3 separate regions of the Mus musculus genome follow, and all the other regions are linked to region 2. A link is a contact called in public capture Hi-C data. All regions are on one chromosome and are shown on one strand. The core of a region is the stretch at or near the end of the contact, and the rest is flanking DNA. Distances in the headings are between cores, read along the strand shown. Region 1 overlaps Apol10b (apolipoprotein L 10B). Region 2 has its middle 8.4 kb from the start of Apol6. Region 3 has its middle 25 kb from the start of Myh9.

Region 1 (2,700 bases), core at 66-2,565, 550 kb after region 2:
TTCACAAGGACAATGGCAGCCTGAGGTGACTGGGACAGGACAGCTGCTACCAATCTTGGCTCCACACTGACTGCCAATCCTCACTAGTTCCTGACTCTCAACATGGCAGATTCCTGGAGACAGAGATCACCAGGCTAACAGACAGCATAGCTGATGCCAGTGTCTCTTTGTAACACCACAAGGCCATGTGCAAAGATGCAAGAGACCTGGAGATCATCTGTAGTAATTGGAAGGACAGAAATGCCCTGAATTTGTTCAAGACAAAAGGGGAAGCATTTTCCTCTGGTGTGTTTATATGGGGTCTCCTCAGATTCTCAACTTATGTGAATCATCCTCCAAACACACTGACTTTAGGAGTTGTCTGTAGCCATGTGCTCTCCTGATATTAAGTAACACTGTGTACAACAGAAGAAATATCCAAATAACTCTTAAGAACTCTGCAGTCTTTACAGACGGTGTATGGAGGGCACACTCATGAAAATCCCTACACACACATGAGGCATCAGAGCAGAGCAGGGGAAATGCCCCTTCTCCCTCTTACGTGTCTTCTGCTGGGTCTCTGACCGTCCTTCTCACTGTGCCTCCAACTCTCCCTCTCCTTCCAGCCCAGCTGGTCTAGCCTGCTACCAACACCTCCATTCCAGGGTCACTCACAGTCTCTCCTGACCCCTGGCTGCGACCCTAGTCCTGGTCTCTCTGGGCTTTGGGAAAGATGCTGGCACTTGATCTGCCTCGCTGATCTGTTGCTTATCCCAGACTGTCACCACATCCCATTAGACTGAACTCTCATTCTTGTGAAACAGCATGGGGCTATAGATTTGAGCGAAGACAGTCAGGGTCCAACCCAGCTCTGTGGCTCTGCTCCGTGAGCTCTCTGCCTCCTCATCCCACAGAAAGATCCTGATGTTACAGCTCCTCAGATGAGAGGAAAGGACTGAGACAGAACTTGGAAGATGGCTAGTTCAGTGTATATTTTCCTCACATGTCTCAAAATATATCCTTGATTTCTCAGTCCTACAGGAGACCCTTGGACCTTGTCTCTTCTCACTTTCAAAATTACCTTGCAAAGCTGACTTTCAGGAGGACCCACTGTGTGCTGGTCCCATACTAAGAACTCCACTGTGTGCCTGCCCTATGCTGAGAACCCTACATGGATGATCCTATCTTCTCACACTACAGTTTCATGGTAATGAAAATCAGGAAGTGGTAGTTAACTTGTCAAGGTCGTATAACTAGTGCATGGCAGAAATTGCCCTGACACCTTGAGCAACATCTTCAAACAACCTGAGGTGATTTCCACAAGGAATAACATGTTGTAAACACTCCTCTTGGATAGTTTAGAATGAGTTGGCCCATAAGGCCAATGCCTGGGACTGTCTAGAGTGTGTATGCCTGACCAGAAAATAACCCTCATTCTCCTGGTCTGGGGGAAAGCACTGAGTGCACACTGCAGGTCACCTTGACAATTCTGCTGCTTCCTCAAATGCCTTCCAGGCTCCATCTTCAGTTATCAGGCTCCTCAGATCTGTTTTCAAGAATTTTTCCGTGACAATATCAGCGACTCCATCAACACTTCGAGCTACTCCTATTTACCAGGAAAATAATGAAGTCAGATGACAGTATGGGGTTCCATGAACCTCAATTGTCTCTCCACTCACCTTCATCAGACCTGCTAATATGGAAGCATACAGGTTAGAGTCCTTTCCTGCACCCATTTCCCTGCCCACCGAGTCCTCTGGGAAATACCCAGGTTCCCCAACCTCTGTGATATTCCCCTTTTCCTATGTACATTGTCCCACCATGTCTCTGTCTGCTTCCCCCTGCCTCCCAGTCCCAATTGCTGGGAGACTTTCAGTGACCCCTAAGTTCCATTGTCCAACCCAAGGCTACCCAGCAGAATCCTGCTGCACCAGGAACTGTGAGGTTACATCCAGCTTTCAATAACTGCTACAGCAGGAAAACCCAGGGACAACCAGGTGGCTTAAGGCCAGAACAAGAACACAATCAACAAAGCCAGGGCCATATGACACCTTCAGAGCACAGCTGTCCTTCTACAGCAAGCTCTGGATACCCTAGCACAAGCAAAAAGAGAAAAAAGATCTCAAATCTAGTTTTATGAAGATGATAGAGGTCTTTAAAGAGGACATGATAAATCTCTTAAAGTAATATAGGAAAATAAACCAAACACGTAGAGGTCTTTAAAGAGGAAACAAATAAGCCTCCTAATGAAATACAGGAAAATGCACTTAAAACGTAAAGGAAATAAATAAAACTGTTCAAGACCGGAAAATCAAAACAGAAGCGATATAGAAAACACAAACGGAAGGAATCCTAAAGATGGAAAGTCCAAGGAGATAACAGGAACAACAGACACAAGAATCAGCATCGGGGCACTAGAGATGGAGGGAGAACCTCAGGCATAGGAGATACCTGATAAGAAGAAATAGATAAGTCGTTTAAAAAATTTGATCTAAAAGATTCTTCACAGAAGACAGGAAAATCCAGCATTGCAGGTTCCATTATGACCCCCAAATGCATAAGTAAAGGGTCTTAGGCTCAGCAAGCATATTTGGAAACAAGAACTTTACAGAAGTTAAGTAGTGAAGACCAAACGATGCCATAAATATAAGATACTAGTCAGTGGGACTGGGGTCCTCATGGCAATGAGATTCCAGATGTCTGTCTTCTGTCATCTATCTG
Region 2 (2,700 bases), core at 198-2,697:
CATTATCATGAGAAACTGTGGGACGTGAAACTGTGCCAGGAAGAGCAGGCCAAGACCTGGAGGCTCAGTGGGCACACACCTGAGGCTTAGGTGTCTCCCAGCTCCCTGACAGACTCCTGACTTGGAACATGTGACATGCTTCTCACATAAAAGAAACATGTCCTATGGTCACATAGGTCCAAAACAGAGTTCTCCATTCTAATAAGGTACCTAGGCCCAGAGGGCTTAGCCAATAAACTTCCCTTCCCAGAAGTTCCTCCCTGTAAAAGGTATTTAATCTCGGGCCCACCCTGAGAAGTGGGGGATGGTTTTACACATCTATTTTCTGCCATGACAATAAACTGTTTGCTGAGAGTTCTATGTCTTCATCTGAAGACTGCTAGCAGATACTGGCATCCAGGCAGTTAGGATGAGGGTTTTAAAGGCCACACCCATATCATCGACACACCTACTCCAACAAGGCCACACCTTCTATTAGTGCCACTCCCTGGTCTGAGCATTTACAAACCATAACAGGCTTGCATACAGGCCAGTCTATCTGATAGAGGTAATTTCTCAATTGAGGTCCCCTCATCCCAGATGACTCTAGCTTGACAAAACAAAACTAGCCAGGACAGGCCCTGAGGATGCTGGTGTGGAAGAAAAGGGGGAAAGTCGAGAAGAGACTTCCAAGAACCAGGGAGCCTTGGCAGCTTTATGGGGCGGTCAGAGACAGGTTGACCTGCACTGTGAGGACAGAGGAGAGTTTCTCAGGCCTTGTTAGAGGAAGCAAGAGCCAGAGCAGGCCCTAGGCCCGAGTGGTTCAGGCCTCGTTTACAGTACCATTCAGTCCTAGCGCTGAAGCTCTGCTCAACATCTCTCGGGGACCTAACTTCCTTCTTGGGGGCCACCAAACACCCCTGGTCTCCTGGATCAAGCCAAAACTGGAAGGAGAGAAGTGCTCAGGACCAAGAGAGAGGTTTAGAGACCCCTCTGAGAGGGTCACTATTCACTTTAGCCAGCCAGCTCTGAACACTTTCAGGGAGGACAAAGACAGGCCTCTCTGGGCCAGGAGGGCAAAGTCAGGCAGGCCCCGGTGGGTGCACTGCAGCTACCGTCATTGCCTGAGATCAGAAAACATGGCTGCGTTTGGCCAATGTTGGGAGATGGGCAGGGGCAGGTGGAGGGGTGAGTGCCCTGGTCATACAGGAGGGCTGAGGGATGATGAGAAAAAGCTTGGGGAAGCAGACACACAACACAGAGTGACCTGGAAACTGCAAGACGACCAGGCTGGCCGGGCGAGAAAGTTTGTGAAGTGGGTTGGCCAAGAGTGAGGTTTTAAGTAGGGTGGGAGCTCACTGGGGGAGATTTTAAACTTGGAGCATTTTGGTGAGTTAGGGGCGGTCCCAGGGTTCGGGCACCAATCAGATGGACAGTTAAGATTAGTCCCTGTGACTCAGAAGCCAAAAGGCACAGTGTGTGAGCTGTGTGGCTGCCAGCTACAGCCTCAGGGGAATCTTGGACAGGGAGTACTGTGTGGGAGCGGGGCTCTGTGGCCTCCCAAGAACTCAGTTAGGGCTGTGGTAGCGCTCTGGGGCCTCTTTGGCAGTGTAACATGTTCTGGCCGGCTTCTTGGTCAGCCTGGAGAGATCCCTTTTTCTTTGCAGCCCCTCCTTTTTAAGAGGGCCAGGTCACATTAACACAGGTCCTCTCCTCCCTCTTTGTGTCTCAGTTCATTACCACATTGAACTGAAGGATGACGCAGAAGGTTTAAGCCTTTCCACAGCCCTCCCCATCTTACCGAGGAGGCTATAACCACTCAGTGACCTGCTTAGAGGCCTCCCTCCTCCCCTCAGCTCCTCCTTCTCTCCCCTTCTCCCTCCTCCTCCCCCTCCTCACTCCTCTTCCCTCTCTTCCTCTTCCTCCTTCCTCAGGAGCATTCAGGTCAGAGGATGGGAAAAAACAGCCAATAATGAGGCAGTTCTGGCCATTTCTGCAGGCCCTGTAGTTTCTTAAGTCTCTCCCAGTCATGTGGCTGTAGGCCTTGATATTTCTTGATATTCCACATGCCTTAGAACAGAAGGTGGGCCTGCTTGCTGGTGTGTAGGCTAAGAGAGGCAGTGGCTGGGCCTGATGCATTTCTGCCTTTTCTCCCTCCAACCCTACTTGCTAGCAAACAGCCCCATCGTCTTCTGTCTCTTTCAAGGACACTGCTGTTGGCTTCCTGACTCACACAAGCGCCAAGATGACCTCATCTCCAGAGTTATTTGATTTTTTTTTTCATCCTCAGAGAATGTTTCCAAATATGGTCCCATTGCAAGTCACATGGTCTCAGGCTCGGCTTTGTGGGGGTGGGGGGCGGGAGGGGGGGTGGGGATGGTCATTGTTCAGCTGTCTACAGAAGGGAAAATGCAGGCTTGGAGGAGCAGAGATTTACTGCAGATCTCGGGGTCTATCGGGGCAGCCTAGGGAAGCCCTGCCCTGGGGAGGGAGGCCAGGCCAGTGTCTGGATTACTGTGGTTCCGGTTCTCCACTCTGCAAAAGCATTCATGGGAAAAACATCTGGAGCTCGGGCTGCGCAGGGGAGTCCCACTCCCACAGTCGCTGGCAGGTTTCCCTGTCTGCTGGTTGAGGGGGAGGGGTGCAGCTCTCCTCACCCCCTCATGAACAGACCACAGACACTCCCAAGTCCCTGCCTACCACCACAGGGCTGTGGGGAGT
Region 3 (2,700 bases), core at 32-2,531, 830 kb after region 2:
TTTTTCCTTTAAATATAGCCCAGGTTGGCCCATAGTTCACTATGTAGTTAAGGATGACCTTGAACTCCTGATTGTCTTGCCTTTGCCGTCTCAGTGCTGGGATTATGGACAGGGACCACCAGCCCTACCCCTCCACCCCGATCCACATCATAGGTTGTGCTGAGGATCAAGTTCGGGGCTTGGGGGATGCTCAACGAGCACTCTCCCAACTGAGCTGCTTTCTCCCTCCGTCACTGCCCTTTTTCAGTGCTTAGAGGATTGTGGTAGAGCACATGTAACAACAACAACAACAAATCATTTTAAACAGGCACAGTGATGCACTTGTGTAATTCCGGCACTCTGGAGGCCAAGGCAGTAGGAGTAAGAGCTCCAGGCTAGGGTTGGAGAGACGGCTCAGCGGTTAAGAGCACTGACTGCTCTTCCAGAGGTCCTGAGTTCAAATCCCAATGACCACATGATCTGATGCCCTCTTCTGGGGTGCCTGAAGACAACTACAGTGTACTTACATATAGTAAATAATTAAATCTTTGGGCTGGAGCAAGTGGGGAGGAGAGAGAAGGAAAAAAAAAAGAGCTCTAGGCAAGTTGGAGACGGTCTCATACAACAGATATCTTGGGAAGCTACTCACTCTAATCCTAATTCATATGCTCACAGGCTGTGTCCTATGTGTCCTTAGCTTTCCTTTTTTGTGTCTCATTTCTTCTCCTATCCAGTGAAGATAATGGTGGCACCTACCCCAACAGTGCTCCAAGCAGCACCTAGGACAAACTATGTCCTCAGTATTGTTTACTGCGATCATTTCTACATTGGTTACTTTGGAGTGAAGGTGGCAGGAGAAGTTTGCTCTTCTCTGAGGTCTCAGTCTTTTCTCCAGCTTTTATCAACTCAATGGCCCTGGATGGTCCATGCTTCAGATCTCAGGGCAGAGAAGGAGAAAAGAGAGCCTGTCAGCGGGCCCCTGTGTGCTGCTGTGTGACTTAAAACCAGTAAGTGTACCTCTCTGTGTTAGCATTGCCTGTCCACGAAAAAGATAAGCTCCTTCTATCTTACAGGCAGAGGTCGGGAGTAAAAGAATCAGTGAATGTGACTAGAGAGATGCTGTTTATCTGGCTTTATCATCTTCCATTCAACTATGATGGGGGGGGGCAGAGCTTTGCTGGCTCCTTTCCTTGCTTGTTGCTGGCCCCGTGAAGGACCAGAAAATGCTGTCTCCAAGGACTACTGCTCTGGTCCACGTGACCAGGATGAAAGTCCTTAACAAAAGGCCACCCTGGCCTCTCACGCTGGCTGGCCTGGCTGGCGGAAGAGCCTTTGCCCTCCTTTCGGAGCCTCAGCTGGGGTGGGGGTGGGGGCGTCAGGGAGATGCTCAGAGTGATAAACAAGGAGGGAGCGGAAAATAAAACCCCCAAATGTGTTTACTCTGAGATGAGAGAGCACTGCTTTCAGGCTGACCACAAGGCCTTGTGAGTACAAAAGCCACATGTCTGGGAACATCCTGGAATGTCACAAGTTGCAGAGGCAAGCAAAGGCTTTCTGGGGCCAAGGGCAGGCAGGACCAGGACTCCACCCTGGAGGAACCTTTCTCATACCTTCTCTGATTCCCAGGTGGGTTCACAGCCATGAGTCCTCGACTATCACACACCAACATCGGCTAAGCCAAGTCAAGCCCTGGAGTACACCTTATTGCCGGGGTCCCTGTCTACTCGCCCTGCCTGCCTCCATGCCTCTGCTCTGTAGGATCCTACTGGGTCACCTTGTCACCTTTGAACATCCTCAGTTTAACAGTTTAACTCCAATTCTCCCCCTTCCCCCCCCCCCCCGGGAAACCCTCCCCCCCCCCCCCCTCAGACAAGAGTTTTCTGTATAGCTCCCTTTAGCCTGGAACTTGCTAATTTACTATGTAGATGAGGCTGACCTCCAACTCACAGAGATCCTCCTGCCTGAGAGTCACATGTGCCACCACACCCAGCTCTCCAATTCATCCTTTTTTGTTTGGTTTTCGTTTTCTTTTTTTTTTTTTTTTTTTTTTTTTTTTTTTTTGGTTTTTCGAGACAGGGTTTCTCTGTATAGCCCTGGCTGTCCTGGAACTCACTCTGTAGATCAGGCTGGCCTCAAACTCAGAAATCTGCCTGCCTCTGCCTCCCGAGTGCTGGGATTAAAGGTGCGCGCCACCACCGCCCAGCCCCATTCTTTTTTTTTTTTTTAAAGAAAGATTTATTTATTTATTATATCTAGGTACACTGTAGCTGTCTTCAGATGCACCAGAAGAGGGCGTCAGATCTCATTACGGATGGCTCTAAGCCACCATGTGGTTCCTGGGAATTGAACTCAGGACCTCTGGAAGAGCAGTCAGTGCTCCTAACCACTGAGCCATCTCTCCAGCCGTTGTTTTTGTTTTTTTTAGGATATGGTTTCCCTGGGTATCCCTGGAACTTGAACTGTCCTGGAACTTAGTCTGTACACCAGGCTGGCCTAGAACCTAGAGATTCACCTGCCTCTCTGCCTTCCAAGTACCAACTCACCCTTAAAGCTGGTCAGGGCCAGAGAGATGGCTCACTGGATAAAAGCAACTGCAACCAAGCCTGATGACCTATGATCAATGCTTAGCACTCACAGAGTAGAAGAAGAAAATGGAATCCTGGAAGTAGTCCTCTGACCTCCACATGGGCTCTGTAGCACAGGGGTGCTGGGAACCTGACT

Evidence for each region. Capture Hi-C pulls out chosen DNA fragments and counts their contacts.
Region 1: a contact with region 2 is called in a capture Hi-C map of embryonic tail, with 2.7 times the contacts expected there. The contact joins two enhancer-like sites. A contact is called at or near these places in 1 of 39 promoter capture datasets (liver) and 2 of 9 other capture datasets (embryonic tail and liver).
Region 3: a contact with region 2 is called in a capture Hi-C map of embryonic stem cells, with 3 times the contacts expected there. The contact joins two enhancer-like sites. A contact is called at or near these places in 1 of 115 datasets of contacts at active chromatin or transcription factors (extraembryonic endoderm stem cells) and 1 of 9 other capture datasets (embryonic stem cells).

The regions. Positions count from the first base shown.
Region 1 is chr15:77,587,231-77,589,930 of GRCm38.p6, forward strand. Apol10b (apolipoprotein L 10B) reads right to left here. Exons shown (of 4, transcript NM_177820.4): 3 at 1,459-1,585. Among named protein-coding and RNA genes, the nearest start is that of Apol10b, 7.5 kb to the right of the region's middle. Within about 2 kb of position 1,316, at least 8 of the 459 cell types and tissues checked have an H3K27ac peak or open chromatin away from gene starts, as enhancers often do. A contact at or near this core is called in embryonic tail, where this site is marked.
Region 2 is chr15:77,035,369-77,038,068 of GRCm38.p6, forward strand. It overlaps a transcript of Mb not described here. Among named protein-coding and RNA genes, the nearest start is that of Apol6, 8.4 kb to the right of the region's middle. RefSeq lists an enhancer at 1,272-2,700. Within about 2 kb of position 1,448, at least 214 of the 459 cell types and tissues checked have an H3K27ac peak or open chromatin away from gene starts, as enhancers often do. A contact at or near this core is called in embryonic stem cells and embryonic tail, where this site is marked.
Region 3 is chr15:77,865,475-77,868,174 of GRCm38.p6, forward strand. No RefSeq gene overlaps it. Among named protein-coding and RNA genes, the nearest start is that of Myh9, 25 kb to the left of the region's middle. Within about 2 kb of position 1,282, at least 21 of the 459 cell types and tissues checked have an H3K27ac peak or open chromatin away from gene starts, as enhancers often do. A contact at or near this core is called in embryonic stem cells, where this site is marked.